7 separate regions of the Mus musculus genome follow, and all the other regions are linked to region 3. The links are chromatin contacts, called in public promoter capture Hi-C maps. All regions are on one chromosome and are shown on one strand. The core of a region is the stretch at or near the end of the contact, and the rest is flanking DNA. Distances in the headings are between cores, read along the strand shown. Region 1 holds the start of Zfr2 (zinc finger RNA binding protein 2). Region 2 holds the start of Gatd3a (glutamine amidotransferase like class 1 domain containing 3A). Region 3 holds the start of Rnf126 (ring finger protein 126). Region 4 holds the start of Cactin (cactin, spliceosome C complex subunit). Region 5 holds the start of Agpat3 (1-acylglycerol-3-phosphate O-acyltransferase 3). Region 6 holds the start of Atcayos (ataxia, cerebellar, Cayman type, opposite strand). Region 7 holds the start of Pip5k1c (phosphatidylinositol-4-phosphate 5-kinase, type 1 gamma).

Region 1 (2,700 bases), core at 164-2,663, 1.5 Mb before region 3:
TGTGGCGCCATCCCTGGGCTCTGGTCCTGGGTTCTATAGGACAGCAGGCTGAGCAAGCCATGGGGAGCAAGCCTGTCAGCAGCGCCCTCCATGGACTCTGCATCAGCTCTGCCTCCAGGTTCCTGCCCTGTGTGAGCTCCTGTCATGGTGATCTGGAAGTGTGAGTCACGCAAATCCTTTCCTCCCAGCTTGCTGTTGACTGGAGCGTTTTCTTTTCTTTTTTTTTTTCTTTTCATCATTTGTATATTTGTGTGTGTTGTGCTACGGCAGTGGACTTGCCTGACTTACAGACCTGGAACTCTGGTCCCCACAGTGACCCTCTCACCAGCTCTTGGCCCGGGTGTGTTATCACTGCAACTGTAACCCTAACCAAGCCACTGAGTGAAGAGGACACTCGTCCCCAGCCGTCAGCCCCCAACTCCTCACACACAGCCAAGCGCCTTCTCTCCACTTGGCACGGACATTATTCATGTGGCCTTTTATTTAGAGACAACATCTCCTTTAGTTCTTCAGCCTGGCCTCATACTCACTGTAGCTCAGGCTAGCCCTGAACTTAGACACACACACACTGCCTCAGCTTCTCTCTTCAAAGATTGGATTGGAAGCCTGTGCCACTTGCCTGTGCTTTACTGACTTCCAAAGACCAGAGGCTCACTTTACCCTGCCTAGCTTAGCCCCCCATCCATTAGACACAGAACCCCAGACCCCATCCTCGTCTGGAGAGCCCCCCATCCATCAGGGACTGAACCCAAATTCATCCCTGTCTAGAGGGTAACCCATCTGTCAGACACCAGAACCCCCAATCCATACTCACCTGGAGGGTCCCCCATTCATCAGGGATTAGAACCCCCAATTCAGGCCCATCTGGAGGGTCCCCCATCCACTAGACATCAGAACCCCAGACTCCATCCCCGTCTCGAGGGTCCTCCATCCATCAGGAACCAGAACTCTGACTCCATCCCTGCCTGGAGGATTCCCCCATACATCAGACACCAAAAACTCCAATTCTATCCATCAGGGGCCAGAACACCCCACCCTATTCCCGCTTGGAAGGTTCCCCAAGGTCTCAGGTCCTCTCTGAGGTCAGTCCCCTCCCCCAACTCTGTCCTCCATCCTCGGTCCCCACCCTACCCATCCAGGTCGGTCCCTCCTAGGCTAGCCCTATCCCCACGGGGTCCCCGCCCCCACCCTGCCTGTCACTCCCCGGACTCCCCGCCCCGCCCTCCCGCGGACCCCAGGGGCCGTCGCCCCGCCTCGGGCCCGCCCCGCTCCCCGTGACTCACGACCGAGTCCCGCGGGGTTGGGGCGCCTCGCCGCCCACGGGGCTCGTTACCTGGACGACGGGTTGGTGCCCTGCGCGAGGCCGGAAGAGCTGCTAGCCGCCATGTCCACGTCCTCCCGGAGCCCACGGGAGTGACGTCAGGGCCTTGCCCCCGACGCACCGCCCCGTGCTCGTTCAAGCCCCGCCCCTGCTCGAACCTGCCATCCCTAGCCCCAGAGAGCCTCAGCCTGTCTCCGCCCACCGGCCAAGCCCCGCCCCCTACGGAGGACGCCTAACTCAGGTGCCTCTATGATGATGAAAGGACATCTTAGGGAAGTCGGTTCTAGACCCGGCCTGCCATCCGCCACGTGGAGTCCCAGGGATCAAGGATCAAACTCCAGTAGTTGGGCTTGGCGGCAAGCCCCATCACCTGCTGATGTACACTGCCACCTTCCTTATCTCTTCTTGGACGCAAGGCAGAGAGCTGGCTGATTCTTGAGAAAGCTTGAGAAATTCCAAGGCTGAGAGAGTGGGTGGGTGGCACGTGACCATCCTTGACCTGAGCATGTGTGGCCTCCAAGGCTTAAGGCTCTAGGTGTGTAGCCCACGTCTTTCTAGAAGGCAGGGGGACTGTGGCAGTTTCTCTTGAGTTACATGTGATCTTTTCCCCTATTATTTATTGCAAGCCCTGTGCCCTTGACTTTTGCCTCTGAGAGTCCAACTTCTGACGTGTTCTAGAAAGGTGCAAACTGATTTATCAGTGCTAAAGGAAACACACAAAATGGAGTAATAGCCCAGAAAATGCAAGGAAACCCAGACACCTATTCCAACATGGATGGATGGCCCTTGAGGACAGCATGTCAGCATGAGTCAGACACAAAAGGACACTCGGACCAGGATCTCACTTCCAGGAGGTTCCTGGAGTCCTCAGACTGACAGACACAGGAAGTAAGATATAAGAAGTAGGGAGGTGATGGGCATAGTGTGGGTAGATGGAAGGTTCTGAAAGTGGGTGGGAGTTATGGCCGCACCGACAGGTGAATGAGCCTCGTGCTCAGTGAGACAGTAGGCACGCATTTCCATGGTGGGAAATGCCTAGAACAAACCTGTTGTCAGGAAGAGAGAGCCTATGTGACCTATACTCACATGTACACTCGTATGAACGTAGGAGATCCGAGAGTACTGACAGTACAGGCAAAGGCCTTGTGGCAGGAAGGAACTTGATGTGCTCACAGGATGTGCAGAAAGAACCTTGGAGATCCACTACTATGTGGGGTCTTATATTAGTTACCAGGAAAGATAAGAAACTGAATGGAGGGGGGTTAAACCCCAAACATTTATTCTCTCACACTTTCAGGGACCAAAGTCTGGGCGATTAGTTCTTTATGGACACTGGGGACATCCTTCTCTGCTCTCTTTTACTTCTGGTAACGTCTGGA
Region 2 (2,700 bases), core at 115-2,614, 1.6 Mb after region 3:
CGTTATGGGGAGAAGCCAGAGCTTAGCCTGGTGTCGCCAGGTTTCCTGTTCTGCAGAGCATTTCTCTGTGTAGCTTGGGGTAGAAAAGGAAACTGCTTCTTATGTGCCCAGGGACAGCCAGGCCCCTGGCCGCCCAGACAAGGACCCGCTTGTTTTGGTGCCATCTTGGGATCCCCATCTGCAGTACAAATACAGTTTTATGAAGCTTTACTGGTTTTGTCTGTGTGTGGTATGAATGTGGAACTGAGGGCCCAGGGAAGGGCAGGCAAGTAGTGCTGAACCATGCTTCAGCCATCACCATACATCTCATACATCTCATCCAGTTTAATTCTCATACCAGAAACTGGGCTCAGTTTGGAGTATTTTACAAGTCTGCTCCGTGGTAACCATGCCCACTCCACCCCTGTGGACAGCCAGATGCAAATTGCCTGACACTGCTCCACCCCTCCCCCCAACTACTGTCCCCTGAAACTGAATAATCCCTGACTCGCTGTAATGGTGTTGGGCCACCAAACCCACTTCTGTATGCTCCCTGGCTTCTGCATATACTGTGCATCCCAGGCCTAAATGTCTCCTAAATGTGAAAGGGTTCCCATCTTAAGATGGGAACACCCAGCAGCTAATTATCCCTAGGAGTTGAGAGAAGCCAGGTCACCTTTGACAGCCTTCACTGTGGCTAGGGAGAGGCAGTGAAACTCTGGGAGTTATCTGGTCATTACCCCGATGGACACCGGACTGTATGCAACTATAGCAATCACATTGATTCAAAATAGGAAATGGAAGGTACGATGCTCAGCTCAGCTCTTCACTGAATCGTGACTGGCAGAACTGTGGCCTGTGAGGAAGCTGCAGAGGTACCCAGAACACAATGGCAGGAGCAATTTACGATTGCACCGTGAGGGCGCGGGGCTTGCTCTGACCCCGTTATTTAAAATCAGTTTTTAGTCATTGCATAGACTGGAATTGCAATAGGTAGTCAAGGTGGCCTACACCAAGATGAGCGCCCTTCAAACATTAACTAGGCAGACCGGGCCGCTCAACAAGGTCGATCGCAGGAAGGTCCTAACCTGGCATACTTGCTTGCTTGCCCTCTCAAAACCGAGAAGAGGCGTGTCCCAGCTCGGTCGGTCATTGAGCTGGAGAAGTCCAGCCAACCGGTCTCTTAGGTGAGGGGGGGCGTGTCCTGAGATCTGTGGCCCCTCCCTCCCGCTAGTCCTCCAGGGAAAAAGGTGCTGGGTTTCCCGTACGCCGTCGGTCACTGCGCAGGCGCGGCCCCACCCACTGGCCCTCTCCAGAAAGGGGTTGTTACGCGCTCCTCCATTGGCCAGGCGCGACCCCGCCCCACGGCGCACGTTCTCCTGACACCACTGTGGCTGGCTGCCCTTCGTGATGGCTGCCGTCAGGGTTTTGGTGGCGCCAAGGCTGGCTTCTGCGCTCCTACCGCTCTCCAGATACCACCGGGCTCCCTCCCAGCGCGCAGCCCTTCACAGCTCCGCACCGCGGCCCGGGGCCAGGGTGGCGTTGGTGAGTGCAGAGCCAGACTCCCAGGCCGAGTGCCTTCCCTTGCTAGGTCCCCGCAGCCTGGGGTCGACCAGCTGTCCGCCCAAGGTCGGCTCTTGGTGGGGTTCAGCCTCCCCTCCCTCGGTAATTGCGTGTTGGGCCCTCGCCCTCGTCAGTGCCTCTCTTCCTGCAGGTGCTGTCGGGCTGTGGAGTCTATGACGGAACCGAGATCCATGAGGCCTCAGCGTAAGTCCTCAGAGTTTGTAAACACTCTCTTGGTTTAAAAGGCAGAAATGGCCAGAGGGTGACCAAGCGCAGTGGGTTCACATCGTGATAAGTCCAAAGCCAAAGTTAGCACAGCCAAGACACAAAAGATGCCACCCGGACCCTGGGTGAAGGCAGAATGCCTGGCAGCAAGCTGGGGTCTTGAACATACCCAAAATGCAACACCTGCGGAGTCAACAACCCTCGCTGCTCATCAGTCAGTAAAAGGATGCCTTGCCTACTTATTCTGGTTCTACCCTTACCTTGCAGAAGTCTGTAAGCGGCAGGAGCCGTGCCTTCGTAAAAGCAACTAGGTGTCCTATAAACTAGGAATTCCCCAGCACTTGGTGCCAGTCCATCTGTAAAATCGTCATGCTGTGAGGCCGGAGGACACATTTGGAAGTGATGTCTTTGTGGATTTTCTTCATATAGGATCCTGGTGCACCTGAGCCGAGGCGGGGCTGAGGTCCAGATCTTTGCTCCCGATGTCCCTCAGATGCACGTGATTGACCACACCAAGGGGGAGCCTTCTGAGAGGGAAAGCAGGTATGGGTAGGGAAAGGACCTTACAAGAGCCCTGTTCCCATGAGCAGCTCCTGTACTGTAGCCTTCCTGATTATGTGATCAAGTGTCTGTCCCTCAAAGCAACTGTCATCCGGCTGTTCTGGAAATACATGGCCATGGGCCAAATGTTTCTGACCTCCCCGTGACCGTTACAGGGGTAGCAGTAGCCTTTGGGTGTGAGGTGGTCATGCTCTGCTCTGGCTAGTCCCTGTGTGGTACTGTGTTCCCTTTATCTTGTTGCTTTGTTTTTGGCAGGGAGGGGTTGTTTGTTTTGTTTTGTTTTCCCAAAGTTTCTCTATGTAGAGAGACTGTCCTGGAACACACTCTGTAGACCAGGCTGGCTTTGAACTCTGATCCTCCTGCCTCTGCCTA
Region 3 (2,700 bases), core at 28-2,527:
GGGTGCCTGCGGGCTAGAGGATCCTCCTTCTACCAGAGAATGCATCCCTTCTTCATCCTTATCTCGGGTGTTTGTGGAACACCTGATGTGTATCGTCCAGACATGATACTCCCTTCTGCCCGGCACTGTTTTTACAGATTATCAGGTGTACATAAGTGTATGTAGGAGGGCTGTAGAGACCGCGTGAAAAGGCAACATTGCAGCCGAGACTCCGGAGTTTGGGGGACCAAGCACTTGGAGGCACAGGCAGTGCAGTGCAAGCAAATATCCACAGGCAAGCTTGTCTGGAAGGCTAAATGAGGGGAAGGAAGCTGGGAAATGAGGGCTTGATGGTTCGAAGAAGAGGAGGAGTCTCTTAGGCCCCGTCCCTCACTTTTTTTTTTTTTTTTTTTTTAGGGATAGCCCTAACAACTTAAGCCATTGGCAAGGCAACCAAGTCCCGCCCCTCAAGGACTCCAACTTCGCGACTGTACTTGGCTTTCCGAGGCCTCTACATCCAATCCCGTATGCCGGAGAAACTCAGCCCTGTCGACTACATCCCCGCTCTGGAGATAGTCACCCGCCTTCAGGCTTGCCCATCCTCGTTGCCAAGGAGACGGCCCCCGCAAGCTTGGAGCTCCGCCTCCAGGCTCACGCCAAATTCCTAGGCGGATTCCAGGATTGGTCCCGTCGCTGTCTCGTCACCATGGAAACCCGGCCCCGCCCTGCGCAGGCTCAGCCTGCGGACCCTAAAGCTTTCCAGTTGCCTACAGGTTATAACCTACCCCAGGTTGCCAAAGAGACATCCCGGGCCCCCACGAAGGCCCCGCCCTTTGGTCGCGGAGGCTTCCCCGAGGCCCTGTCCCACGCAGGTTGCCAAAAAGTCTTCTCCCCCACGTAGCCCCGCCGCTCGCTGGCCCCCCATCTCTGACTTCTTCTGCTTCCATGTCTGACTTCACCTCCTAAAGTCATCGCCAAGGCGACCCGCCTTCGCGCTGTCCCTGGACTTCCGCACTCTTCAAGCGTGACTCCGCCCTTCCACCCCCAAGTGCCAAGCCCTCTAGACTCCGCCCACACCAGATAGGCCACGCCCCCAAGATGCTCTGCAGTCTTGACCCTCACCTCCGTCCCGGTTACTAAGGAGACTAGGCTCCGCCGCTTCGCCCCCAGGCTCCGCCCCACACACTGGACCCAGGTCTCTGGCTTCCGGAAATACTTATTTTGTCCTAGTGCGGCCACCGTTCTCCACGAGTCAGCCCCCCGCAGCGCGTTGCCCGCGTTTCTCCGCGAGCCCCACGCCTGCCGTGCGTGCCGTGCGTGCCATGCGTGAGCGTGCGCGGGCGCGTCGGCCGGCGAGGGAGCAGCAAACGGCCGGCGGCAGGCGCCGCGCGGGGGGCGGGCGGCGCGGAGGCGGCGGTGGCCATGGCCGAGGCGTCGCCGCAGCCCGGACGGTACTTCTGCCACTGCTGCTCGGTAGAGATCGTGCCGCGCCTGCCGGTGAGACCTGGGCGGGAGGGCCGTGGAGCTGTGCGCGCGAAGCTGGCTAGAGGGGAAATTGAGACCCGGCGGGGTGCGAGCAGCGTGGCGGGCAGGTCCAAGAACCTAGGGCGGCGGCGGGGTCGCCCGAGGGACGCAGGCTTGGTCGGACCCGGTGGGGCTCGGAAGCTGAGCTCCGCGCTGGGGACGGCCGCCGAGCGCGTGGCCAGGACGCGGGGGCGCGCGGCGCGGCCTCGAGCGCCGCCCCGGGCCTCGCTGCTGCGCCCAGAGGAGCTGCGAATCCGACGGCGGAGCTGGAGGGTCTGGGAAGGTCGTACCTGCACCTCCTTGCCTGTTACAGGCCTTGTGCTAAGGCTTCAGTGTGGCTTTGACCAGTTGCATCCCCCGGTCCCCACCTGGTTGTCCCCTGGCCTCCTGCTTCTTCCTCGTAGCTTTGGACATATCTATCCTGAGGACCCTGCTTGGGTGTCCTGCATCTTTTCCGGTTCAAGGTGGTTTTGTCCAGGTGCATGCCAGGGATCCTGCAAGTTTCTTGAGAGTGACTTTGACTAGGCTGGTATCCCCAGGCCTCCTCTCCCAGGACAGAACCTCCCACCTTCCAGGCATCCCTTGTTTCATACCCAGGTTTGAGGCTCGCTCCTGGAAAGGTGATCGCTCAGTACTTGCAACCTACCGTGGCCTTTCCAGGCCAAGCGTGGAGCCTGCTCCTGCCCTTCGAGGTGGAAGCCTGGGTGGGTCCTTGAAGAAGTAGTAGCTAGTTTGGTGTAAGCCAATCTACCATTGCGGAGAAGGTGGTGGAGTAATTAGCCAGAGTCTGTCAGGGTGACGACGGGGTGGGTGGTAAGAGGTGCTGTAGTTCCTTCTGGTCTCTGCACTCTCCCTCTGGATGGTGACACCATGACATTCTTCAGGGCGATTAACTCCAAGAATTCAGGTGGTGGCATACACCTTTTATTTCAGCACTTGGGAGGCAGAGGCAGGCCGATGTCTGAGTTTGAGGCCAACTGTTAGTTCCAGGACAGACAGGAACCCTGTCTAGGAAGGGGGGCAGCTTGGAGAGAGTGGTATGTGGGGTGCCAGGTGAACCTGGAACATAGGAATTGATTGTTATTTCTACTTGTGTTTCCTGTGCCTCAGCCTTGCCTCCCCAGATCTGCCTTGACGCCCCTGGACTGGGGACTATGCTGCCCCTTGGCACCATTGTGAGCTCTGGGAACTGTTTTC
Region 4 (2,700 bases), core at 33-2,532, 1.6 Mb before region 3:
TCCTAGGTGCTGAGGTACTTGCCTAGAATTCTAGCCTCACCGGCCTGTAAATCACATTGCTCCCCACATGAGCTAGGCTGTCCTTCATAGTAGAGCTACACAAGTCCCAGGGCCATAACAGACAATACAGCAAGAGAAATGAAGGTTAAAAGTGAGGGAGTAGTTCTTTTTTATGTAGTTTTTATTTTCTTTTAATTTTTGATTTTTTTCGAGACAGGGCTGGCTTCTCTGTGTAGCCCTGGCTGTCCTGGAACTCAGAGACCCTCCTGTCTCTGCTTTCTGAGTGCTTGTTTTATTTTAAATATGACATCTACAATGCTATCAGGTGGGAACTCCCTCTACAGCCAGGCTGGTTCTTATCTGTCTCCTAAGTGTTGGGGTTACTGGTGTGTACAGTGCCGTCAAGTCCTGCTGAGATGACAGGTAGAAGGGATGAGAAATGACAGACGAGAGGCCCAATAGATGGACTCTCTGACAGCCCAGGAACCACGAAAGAGGAATACCACCAGGTAGTATTTTGAGGACATGAGTTCGAATCCCCAGTACCCACAGTAAAAGATAGATGTGGCTGTTCGGGCTTGTATCTCCAGTGCTGTATGAACGGTGTCCTGATTAGGCTTTGGTCAACTTGTTAGAAGTACTGCCAGTTGAGAAGAAGGGCTGTCAACTGAGCAGAATTAACTATGAGGAAATGCAAAAAACCTTAACTGTGAGGCAATGGCTTGTAATCCCGAGCATTCCAGAGGCTGACGCAGGAGGCCAGCCCGGGACAAGACAATGTCTATGAATGCAGAGGTGGCGAGTGGAGTCATTCGGTCCCCTATGCTCATGGCCCGCGGTCCCCGGAAGTCTCCTTTGCCCCGGCGCAGCCCGGCATCTCGGATACTGCCCCGCCTGTCCCTCGGCTCCCAGGCCCGAGCAGCCCCCAGGACGCTCACCTGCGCCCTCGGCTGCGCCGCTTGCGTTCGCGCCGCCGCTCGTGTTCCCGTCGCCTTCGGCTGCTCCGCCCATGGCTCCGGCTCCGGCTCCGGCTCCGACTCCGACTCCGACTCCGACTCCGACTCCGGCTGCGGCTCCGGCCCCGGCTTCGACTCCGCTGCTTCCGACCCCTGCGACCCACAGACCGTGAGCGCGAGCGAGAGTCCCGACCCATTTGGCGGCCCGCGCCGCGCATGCGCGCGCGTAAACAACCAGGAAGCTTGGCGCCGGGGGCTTTCCTTTGGCGCGGCGCTCTAAGGACTGTCCAAAGTGCGCCTGATCACAGGGAATGACTTACTCCCTCTAACCGGGACTCCAGGGACAACATAACCCGAGATTTCTCCGGAGTTCTCAAGCTGGGAACACATAGTAGATTCCTAACGGGACGCCGTTAGAACTAGCGGATTGACGCTCCATTCATGCAGTGAAGGAGACTGACCTAGGTGGGCCCTCCCTCGCGCCCTAGGTGACCGGCGAGTAGCGTGCTTAGGGAGGCGGAGCTACGAGGCGGTTGTTCCAGGGCGGAAGAGGCGCCTAGTGGGCGGAGCCTGCACTTGCATGGGCAGTGCCCTAGGGGCGGAGCCTAGTAGAGGAGCTTATGGGGAAAGAATAGGGCTGGGTTAGGCGGGGCTTACGGAGATCGACAACTGTAGATCGGGAGACCCGGCCGGGGACCTGCGCTGGGCGTGGCCTGAGAAGGAACGCAAGAATGGCGGTTACGGGAGCCGGGGTGGGCGGGGTCTGGTAAACTAGATTGACAGGCGTAGACCAATGGGCGGAGGAGTGCATATCAGGATTTGAGAGGGTGGAAGAGGGGCTGATTGAGGCAAGATTGACATCTGTAACTACGAACTGTGAATGGGTACGGGCAGGATATGTAGTCGAGAGTGGCCGACTGAGGAGTGGGAGGAAGTAGAGCGGCGGTGGGCGGGACCTTGGGGGCGAGATGGACACATTGGATCTGAGGGCGGGGCCAATGAACCCAGAAACTGCGCTTAGGGGTCTTGCTGGGCTTGGAAAAGGACGTCAAAGGGGCGTGGCTAGAGTGGGCGGAACTTAAACCTGCAGGGCCCGGTGTACTTCTAAAAATTGAAACCCGGAGACCCAAGCGCTCGCGGGAGTCCTCGGTTTCTAGGGTAGCCTTGTAGCAACCGGTTCCGAGCTAATAAAACAACAGGACATGAACAGACAGTCTCTGGCTGACTCCAGGACGAGTCTGAGTACTACTACGCCCGCCAGCTTGCGTACTGCGCTCAACTTGTGGCTAATCTATGGATAGGGAAGTTTAGGCTTGGAGAAAGGAAGTCATCTGCGAATTGGGATTCATCATGTGGGATCCAGGGAGGGTTTAGAGCGGGGGAGACAAAACACGTGGTGCCCACCCTTCGCCTGCTCTCCCATCGCACGCACGCATAAGTCACCGGAGAGGAGCTGTTTCTTATTAGAGATTTATTACAGATCTCAAAAAGAGGGGCTGTGACAGGTGGGGCGGGGACCTGGACTGCATACATTTGCCGGCTGCGCTGGAGGGACAGGCCCCTCTGGTTGGTGCCAAGAGGACACTGTGCTTGGATTGTCAAACACCAGACCACATAGGCTGAGGACGAGGGATCCCAAGTCCTGATGAGTAAGACACACGAGGTTTGTAGTTTACAGAATGGATTCAACAATAAAAACAGGATTGGGGGGAGGATGTGCGATGCGATTTTTAACCACCGGAGA
Region 5 (2,700 bases), core at 118-2,617, 1.4 Mb after region 3:
TCCTTACTTGGGGGCAGGATGGGGTGTGTGTTGGGAGTGGGGTCCAGGAGGATAAGGGAAATGGGGTCTAATTAATTGGCGGGGAACCCCCAAATTTCCAGGCGTCCCCAGGAGGACTCAGAAGGAAGGGGAGTCTAACCTGAGCCATCAAAACATCCTGGGTCTCAAGGGGACCTCCGGGACTGGGAAGGGGTCTAGGCTGAGGCTCAGAATGATTTCAGGAGGCTGAACGGAGGCAAATCCAGGCTGGGCCTAGGAATATTCCAGTTCTTGGGGGAGGCAACCCAGGAGGACTCCAGGGAACCATCGGGGGTCCAAGTACGGCCCAGGAACACCCCGAAGAACTTCAGGGGGACAAGGGGATCCAGGCTGGGCCCAGGAACACCGCAGTACCCCAGAAGGACTTCAGTGGGCTAAAAGAGGGGATTCAAGCTGGGCCCAGGAACACCCCAGTGGGACTCCGGAGGACCGCAGGCAGCTGAAAGGGAGTCGGACTGGGTCTAGGAACATCCCGCTGGCCAGGGAGGGTGGAGGCTGCTCCCGCGGGGCGCGCCTCGCGTCCCCTCCCCCGCTTGCTGTCCGTTGGCCGAGGCGGTCGCCGCTGCGCCGCGGGCCGCGACTCCTCCCCCGCGCGTCGGTCCGCGCGTGTCCCCGCGTCCCCGCGCCTGGCGTCCCGCGCCGGCGGAACTGTGGGATCGCCGCGCACAGGAAGTGGCGGCGGCGCCGAGGCGGAGGGCGGCGATGGGGGCCCGGGGCGGCGGGCGCCGCACTCGCTGAGGCCCCGACGCAGGGCCGGGCCGGGCCCAGGCCGCGCGCGCCCGACGCGAGAACCGCGACCAGCAGGTGGAGTGCAGGTGAGCCGCGCCGAGCCCGGCCGAGCCGCCGGAGGTCGTCCCCCGCCCGCGGTCGCCGGGCCCCGCCGCAGTGGCCGGCTGCGCTCCGCGGGGCGCGCGGCCTGGAGAGCGCGGCGCCTGGAGGCTCCGGGTCCCGCCCGGCCCCTGTGCGGCCTGCCCGGCCCGCCGGTGCTGTGCGGGGTGCGCGGCGGCCTGGGGATGCGGGCGATCGGGTAGAGATGGGGATGCGGGGCCCGACGAGAGGGCCTGGGCGGCCTTGGGGCCCCTCTCCGGGGGGAACCTTGCTCGGCTCCCGGCTCCTCGCTCTGGGGGAGCCCCCCATGCCTGATTTCGGGGCCCTGTGGGCTAGTTTCACTTTTTTGCTTGCTCAACGCGGAGGGAGGGCTGCAGGTGGGACGCCCTGGAGGAAGGTGCGAGGGCTCGGTTGTTGTTGTTTTTTTTTTTTCTTGACTTTGGCGTTTGAGACCAAAGGCCGACTGTGAATTTCCACGTTTCACTCAGGCGCTGGGGTCATTCAGTAACCAGAGCCTCTGGAGGAAAACACCTGTCCACGGTGGGCCTGGAGCCCCGGAGCAGTTGACCCCAGGTACCTACGACAGGAGGATTGTGAACACTTAAGCTGGGTGGAAAATATATTCAGGTTTCCTTTTTAACTTCGAGAGAAGTTTAGGGGCACAGGGAAATGATTTTAGAAATGGCCTTTCAAACCTAACTTTTTAAAGCAGTGTGGAAAGTCTTCTCTAAGAGAATACTTAAGAGACTGGGTTCTTCTTCCTGGGAAACGAGAAGGCTACTTGGATTTGAGACAGATTGGAATGACTCGTCCAGAGCCAAGATCTTGGATTCTGGGATTGGACACAGGGTGCCGGTTGGGGGTGCTGGGTTGGTGGCTGTTGGAACTGAGTGGAAGCAGCTCTTTCTGCTTCGATGACATTGGGAAATGGACTGTGCCCCTTTCAAAGGGGTCTCTGTGCACTTTGATCACTCCCTTACTGTCCCTTCCCCTTATTAGGTAAGCAGGACTCCTTCCAACTTTAGGATTTAGCCTATAAGATTGATTCCTAGTATCACACTCTGTGCTTTGTAATTACGTTGTTTCCAAAGGCAGTTACATGCAATGGCTTTGCCAGCCTCTCTTTGGTCTTGGTGGCATGTGCTCCTCAGCATGGCTATGTTCAGCAGGTGGATGTCAGCTGGATGTCTGACCTAACTCAGTCTGGACCTACTGGAGGCCTTGTGTGTGGCCCCCACCTGCTCTTATCTGTACAGCAGCAGGGCAGAAGGTCTAGGTCTTAGAAGTTGCCTGTGGAATTGGTGGGAAGTGGGTTAAATACAGTGTCTCCTAGGGAAGGAAGATGGGAGGGATGCTGGAAATGAAGGGAGGTCTCTGTCTCACCCTAAGCTGCTCCCAGATAACAGGCCCAGCACCTGGGAAGGACAGTGCCTGTGTGTTCTAGGGGACTGGGGAAACTGAACAGAAAGTAACTGATCTACTTCAGAAGTTACAAAAGGAGCATCTACTGCAGTAGAGGAGTTGTTTACTTCTTTTCTGGGGCATATAGCTGCGACTCTGTGCTAACAGACTCTGAAACACACTGGGGTCTGAGGAGCAAGGCTAGCCACTTGTCCTGGATTATGTCACAAATCTCCACAGCCAGAATTTAAATGAAGAGCAAAGGGACTCTGATTTCCTCCAGCCCAGTCAGGGTAGTAAAAATCTGTATACATCTGTCTCTGGCCCACTTGGAGGCAGGTAGGGCATAGTAAGATCTTTGTATAGTATGGGATGAGCAAAGATGGAAGTTTATTGTTGTTTCAGGAGTTAGAATGGCATCGTTAATCCAAG
Region 6 (2,700 bases), core at 85-2,584, 1.4 Mb before region 3:
GCCAGCAGTGGGGCCTCGTGGCTGACCCCTCAGCTCTATTGTCCCCAGATCCTGAAGAACTTGGCCTGTGGGACCTAGCAGAGCATAAGGTCCCCTGCCTGGCTGGATTTCCAGACTCCATACAGACACTGCTGTGCCTCAGTTGAGTTGAGTCCTAGGGATTCTGACCAAGGTCCCCACGCACTCGAGACAAACACTTTATCCACCGAACCAGATTCTCAGCTTTTCTTGTTGACTCTCCTGCCCCACACTTAACCCTAGGACTGTGACCTCACCAAAACCCACACACCCCAAGTCCTAATAACCACACCCAGAGACTGAGGTGATAGTGGTGGTTTGCTCAGGACCTGGAGATGGGTGACAGGCAGCCCTCCCCACCCTGTGCTGTCCTATCCCTGCACTGACACCTGTCACAGACATCAGCCAGCGCTCAGCGGAACACTCAGTCAGCACTTAGACCCCAGGGCCCCACCTGGTCCAACACTGTCACCTGCAAAGGTCACTGCTCTCCAGACCTCAGGTCTCCAAGGGCCAGGGAAGAGATGGGCATCCTGGACACTAAGTGGAAGATCAGCCAAAGCCAGAGGGGAGGGGCTGACAGGAGCCAGAAGTCACTAGTGGTGGGTGTCCCCAGGTCATCCACCCTACCCCCACACACCACCATGCACCCGGTGACTGCAAGTTGTCTGGAAAGGAACTTCTCATCTCCTCGTCTCTCCAGCCATCAGGAGTAGGTCTGCAGTAATGGGTCACAGGTGGAATTTGGGGACACACCTTGGGTTTATGCATGTGGGACAGCCACAAAATCCCTTTAGCCAGGAGTTGTGGTGCGTGTCTTTGATCCCAGCGCTCAGGAGGCAGAGAGAAGAGGATTTCCCTGAGTCCAGGGCCAGCCTGGACATATCAAGTTCCAGGACAGGCAGGGCTACAGAGACCCTACCTCAAAAAAAAAAAAAAAATGGCTTTGGCTTTGAACTACAGAGAAGTTCAGGGAGCTGCATACCCAGAGGAGAACTGAGTTTGGGGACACAGAGAGTCCCCTCTTTGATCCCCCAGCTCTTCACCACCCACACCAAGACACACATGCATTCTTGGGGGTCACTTGGGTAGGATGGGATGTCCCTGGCTCTGCACCCTTTAGATGACAGCTCCTCCTGCCCGCTGTCCCACAAGCCTTCGGGACCAGCAGGGTCTGTGTTTCACTCATCCTTCGTTTTAACACAATTCTTTGACTTTTGGGGTCATTTCTGCCGCAGGAAGCCTGGGTGAGGGCCAAGGAGGGGAGATGGTTGGCGTACTTACTTTTGTTTAAGATCTCAGGGGTTGAAGGAGCCGCTTGGGGTTGGCGTGCTCGGCTTTATAGACACGACGCCGGCTCCCCGCCAGGTTATTAATAGCGAGGGAGCTGCTTGCCCTAGTATGGTCAAGAGCTGAGCGACCGCGAACGTGGCTAGGCCCGGTCTGCTACGTGCACCTGTTCCAGGCTGTGACGGGGGTGGGGGGTTGGGTCGGGTGGAGGTGGGGGCGGGATGGCGCACAGCAGTGCCCTCTGACCTACAAGAGGCTAAACCCGAGGGAGCTTGTGGGGAGGTACGAACTAGACCACAAACACAGATCAAGGATACATAGTGAAAGCCTGTCTCAAAAACGTATAAATGCGTCAATTAACTGATTAAGACTCAACTCAGGGGGCCTTGCTACTAAGCCCCAGACGTCTGACAAGGCTCATAACTTGGGGTGTCTGGTTACCAGCTTTGGAGACACAAGAACTCATTGGCCCCTGGAGTTTAAAGCGGGTTGAGAAGCCACAGGGGTTTGTCAGCTGTGTCGGCCCTATCAGCTGTCGTCAGCGTTACCTGAAGCCACGAGCCCGTCCTCACTAACCGGGTGAAGCCCTGATACGGAAACAGAAACCTGGTGCACACACCCGGAGCCGGCATTCTCCGGTCCCCCATTCCAGCTTGAACCTATCTGTTCTATATCATTCCTCTTCTGCCTACAGCTCAGCCCCACCTTCGTTCAATTTAGCTAACAGACCAATCTTCCCAAATAACGCTCCATTTCTGGGTCCCGAGGATGCTCTATTACACGTTCATATTTTTGTAAAATGTGGGCTTATCGGGAAAGCTCGTGAAGGGGCCTATGGCAACAGCTTTAAAAAAATTATTTATTTTATGTATATGAGTACACTGTAGCTGTCTTCAGACACACCAGAAGAGGGCATCAGATCCCATTATAAATGGTTGTGAGCCACCATGTGGTTGCTGGGAATTGAACTCAGGACCCCTGGAAGAGCAGTCAGTGCTCTTAACAGCTGAGCCATCTCTCCAGTCACTTTTTTTTTTTTGAGATGGGTTTTTAGGTGTAGTCCTGGAACTCACTCTGTAGACCAGGATGACCTTGAATTCACAAATCCGGATCCCCAGGCCTTTGCCATCCCACATGGCTTCTCTATGAGCTTGTGTCTGTGCATCATGTGCACGCCCCATGCCCATAGACAGCGGAAGGTGTTGGATCCCAGAATCTTGACCTACAGGTGGTTAAGCTGCCATAGGGTGTGGGACTCAGAGAGGGCAGCCAGCATTCAGACTTTGGAACCTGGCCTGGCTCTCTCCTGCCGCCTCACAGTGGCTGTGCACACGACAGCATCTGAATGCCGCAGACCCCGTTACTGCTCATTATACAAACTGACCCAGAGCC
Region 7 (2,700 bases), core at 106-2,605, 1.5 Mb before region 3:
ACACCAGGTGACAAGCCCAGAAGGGCAGGTGGCTGGAGGCTAGAAGCAGGTTAGCTACCAGGTTCCCAATGGCATAGAAAAAAAAAGCTGAGCGCCTGGGGTTGAAGACCCCTGGCTCCCTGGCTCCTCCTTCCCTCCTGGTCTTCCATGAGGACAGCGAGGGAGAACCTTGGAAGCCTAAGTGAGCCCACAGAGACCTAACTCAGCTGTCAGCCACAGAGCACTACTGAGGGAGCCTAGAGTTCTGTGAATCCAGAAAGTTCCTGTGACCTCCATGGAGAAGGGAGTGTTCTGTTCTCTTTCAGCTGTGCATCCCGACCGCCCTGCATACAGACTGCAAACCCAGAGATGCTGCTCTTGACAAGGAAGGGGACACCAGGAAGCTGGGTGGCCCCACAGGGTCCAGGGAGAAGGGACTGGGAGGTTGGGGGATTGACGGGTCATCTGCTCACCCAGCCAGGACAGAGAAGACACCTCAACATCATTCCTTTATCCTTCCCCAGCCCGAATTTTAGAGGGAGGTAAACTGAGGCCAACATATCGGTGATCAGTGATGTGTAGCAGGGAGGGACCAGAAGGTGACAGTTGCAAGATTGACAGCCCAGCAAAGGGGGTCGCATGGAGGACACACTCGCCCTTCTTTGCCAGGCAGTGTCCGCAAGTGGGGTCCCCCATTAGAATGAGGGTGCTCCAGCATTCCCACACACTGTGGAGAAGCCACTCGCCACACACTCAAAGGGGCAGATATGACTTGCTTGTCTCTATCCCCTGCAGCAAGAAAACGGGTTCCCTCTATCTCCAAACCGGAGGACCGCTTCACTGCTACCGCATGCATCTAAAAGAGGCTCGCTGCATGCACACGCTGCCAGGATAAAGAGCCGCACCCACGCCCGCCTGCAGCTCCACCGTGTCACCCAAGGACCCTAAAATGGGCCGAGCGCTGCAAGCCCCGCATCCCCGGGTGGGGCGGTGCAGCCTCCCCGGCCGGAACGCTGATGCCCCCTCCCCCGCACACGCAATGGGAGAGCGCGTGAACCCCCGTGCCGCGCTTGAGAATGGATCAGCCCGGCAGGCCGCACCGCAGCGCGAAGCAGGCGGTCGAGACCACGCGCCACGGCGGGGGAGAGGGGCGAGCCCATCGCAACGACCAGGGGGATCGCATTACCTGCCGCCGCCCCACTCTCCGCAGACCAGGCCGCTTCCGCCGTCACGGCCCCCGCTTCGGCGCTCTCCGCCTCGTCCGGCACCTCTAGCTCCATGGCCGAACGCTCCGGCGGCGGCGGCGGGCCCGAGGATGCACCCGAGCTCGGCCGCCGCCGCTGAACAACAAGCGCCGCCTGCACTACAGGGCGGAGGGAGGGGGCGGGGCCCGGGCGGAGCCTGGCGTCGACGCGAAGCTCCTAACCAATTGGATATAAGGACTGGGCTTAGGGCGGCACACACTCAAGGGAGTTGCGAGCGCCCTCCGGCGTCCGGTGCAGGAAGAAACGTGTTCACGTGCGGTATGGGGGCGGAAGGCGGGGCCTCAGCAAAGTGAGGAACCTGACCAATTAGGTAGCAGGGGTGGAGCTAAAGTGAAGTACGACTCACCAGCGCCTCCAAGCGTCCATAGAGGGATGAACAGACCAGCTCAAACAAACCAGAGCGTCTGCAGGGGACCGAGATGGGGCGTGGTCTAGAGTCTACTACAGCCAATCGGATATCAAGGGGCAGAGCCTAGACATGAGGCTCAGGGGCACCCTAGGCGGACACTACACGGAGGCAGAGGCAAGCTAATCTAAGACTAGCCTGGTCTACATAGCAAGTTCCAGCCTAGCCAGGGCTACATAGGTGGGACCCTATCTTTGAAAAAACAAAACCCCAAAACTAAAACCAACAAAAAACCCACAACTGGGCAGTGGTGGCACACAGCTTTAATCCCAGCACTCTGGAGGCAGAGGCAGGTGCATCTCCAAGTTTGAGGCCAGCCTAGTCTACGAGATCCAAGAACTCAGAAATCCTCCTGCCTCTGCCTCCCCAGTGCTGGGTCTGAGTTATCCTCAGCTATATATTGATTTAAAGAGACCAACCTGGGCTATAGGAGTGTGGGCGTTAAAGAAATTTATTACATATATTAGAAGTGTATTTTACTACTGTCATTTTATCGCTTTACAACATAAGTTATCAATAAAAATAAGCATATGTCATATTGCAAAATAATAAGATGTATGTAATATATATTGTTTGTTGTGTTTTTGAGACAGACACTCCAGTCTGAGCTTCCTCCTTGCTAGGACAGGCGTGGACCATCCGTTAAGACAATTGCATCAGAAAGAGCGCTTTGGTGTGTGGTGTGGACAGAACTTGACTTAAGCCTGGGCTTCCAAAGTGTGGTCACTGGAGCCCAGTAACAGCACCTTCTGAAAGCGGGTTAGAAGCCTGAATCTGAAGTCTTCTTGCCGCAGGAACTAAGATGGGGTCACCAACTCCTCCAGCGATATGGACACCTGATAAAAGCTGAGATCTCTTTGGGCATCACAGGAAGGAACTAGGTCAGGAGTGCTCGAATTAAGAGGAAGCAAAGTTCAAAAAAAAAAAAAAAACCAAAAAACCAAAAATAAAGTCTGAAACTGGAAAGTCACAAGGGGTCAGGTGTACAGACAGGGAAGTCAATGCCAATAGAGTAGATAATGATCTTGGGTGTGGCTAAAAGGTGTGGTA

The links. Promoter capture Hi-C pulls out the DNA fragments that hold promoters and counts their contacts.
Region 1: a contact with region 3 is called in a promoter capture Hi-C map of liver, with 4 times the contacts expected there. The contact joins the promoter of Zfr2 here to the promoter of Rnf126 in region 3. A contact is called at or near these places in 3 of 39 promoter capture datasets (hippocampal neurons, liver and neutrophils), 1 of 484 Hi-C or Micro-C datasets (brain) and 1 of 115 datasets of contacts at active chromatin or transcription factors (stem cell-derived neural progenitor cells).
Region 2: a promoter capture Hi-C map of liver shows a contact between it and region 3, with 3 times the contacts expected there. The contact joins the promoter of Gatd3a here to the promoter of Rnf126 in region 3. A contact is called at or near these places in 5 of 39 promoter capture datasets (cranial neural crest, hippocampal neurons, liver and 1 more) and 2 of 115 datasets of contacts at active chromatin or transcription factors (astrocytes and pancreatic cancer cells).
Region 4: a promoter capture Hi-C map of liver shows a contact between it and region 3, with 7 times the contacts expected there. The contact joins the promoter of Cactin here to the promoter of Rnf126 in region 3. A contact is called at or near these places in 5 of 39 promoter capture datasets (the C10 cell line, hippocampal neurons, liver and 1 more) and 1 of 484 Hi-C or Micro-C datasets (CD4 T cells).
Region 5: a contact with region 3 is called in a promoter capture Hi-C map of cranial neural crest. The contact joins the promoter of Agpat3 here to the promoter of Rnf126 in region 3. A contact is called at or near these places in 2 of 39 promoter capture datasets (cranial neural crest and embryonic stem cells).
Region 6: a contact with region 3 is called in a promoter capture Hi-C map of hippocampal neurons, with 5 times the contacts expected there. The contact joins the promoter of Atcayos here to the promoter of Rnf126 in region 3. A contact is called at or near these places in 2 of 39 promoter capture datasets (hippocampal neurons and liver).
Region 7: a promoter capture Hi-C map of pre-B cells shows a contact between it and region 3, with 4 times the contacts expected there. The contact joins the promoter of Pip5k1c here to the promoter of Rnf126 in region 3. A contact is called at or near these places in 4 of 39 promoter capture datasets (hippocampal neurons, liver and pre-B cells) and 4 of 115 datasets of contacts at active chromatin or transcription factors (astrocytes, bone marrow-derived dendritic cells, embryonic stem cells and 1 more).

What each region holds. Positions count from the first base shown.
Region 1 is chr10:81,231,876-81,234,575 of GRCm38.p6, reverse strand. Zfr2 (zinc finger RNA binding protein 2) reads right to left here and starts at 1,413. Exons shown (of 18, transcript NM_001034895.3): 1 at 1,334-1,413. The coding sequence starts at 1,386.
Region 2 is chr10:78,168,419-78,171,118 of GRCm38.p6, reverse strand. Gatd3a (glutamine amidotransferase like class 1 domain containing 3A) reads left to right here and starts at 1,364. Exons shown (of 7, transcript NM_138601.3): 1 at 1,364-1,524; 2 at 1,694-1,746; 3 at 2,197-2,310. The coding sequence starts at 1,390. Pwp2 (PWP2 periodic tryptophan protein homolog (yeast)) reads left to right here. Exons shown (of 21, transcript NM_029546.2): 21 at 1-209.
Region 3 is chr10:79,765,529-79,768,228 of GRCm38.p6, reverse strand. It overlaps Rnf126 (ring finger protein 126), which reads left to right and starts at 1,277. Exons shown (of 9, transcript NM_144528.3): 1 at 1,277-1,476. The coding sequence starts at 1,402.
Region 4 is chr10:81,319,685-81,322,384 of GRCm38.p6, reverse strand. It overlaps Cactin (cactin, spliceosome C complex subunit), which reads right to left and starts at 1,282. Exons shown (of 9, transcript NM_027381.2): 1 at 939-1,282. The coding sequence starts at 1,174. Pip5k1c (phosphatidylinositol-4-phosphate 5-kinase, type 1 gamma) reads right to left here. Exons shown (of 18, transcript NM_008844.3): 18 at 2,411-2,700.
Region 5 is chr10:78,350,367-78,353,066 of GRCm38.p6, reverse strand. It overlaps Agpat3 (1-acylglycerol-3-phosphate O-acyltransferase 3), which reads left to right and starts at 1,367. Exons shown (of 10, transcript NM_053014.3): 1 at 1,367-1,440. It overlaps Gm40709 (a long non-coding RNA gene), which reads right to left and starts at 584. Exons shown (of 3, transcript XR_871856.3): 1 at 140-584.
Region 6 is chr10:81,193,325-81,196,024 of GRCm38.p6, reverse strand. It overlaps Atcayos (ataxia, cerebellar, Cayman type, opposite strand), which reads right to left and starts at 1,334. Exons shown (of 3, transcript NR_015477.1): 1 at 1,303-1,334.
Region 7 is chr10:81,291,618-81,294,317 of GRCm38.p6, reverse strand. Pip5k1c (phosphatidylinositol-4-phosphate 5-kinase, type 1 gamma) reads right to left here and starts at 1,355. Exons shown (of 18, transcript NM_008844.3): 1 at 1,166-1,355. The coding sequence starts at 1,259.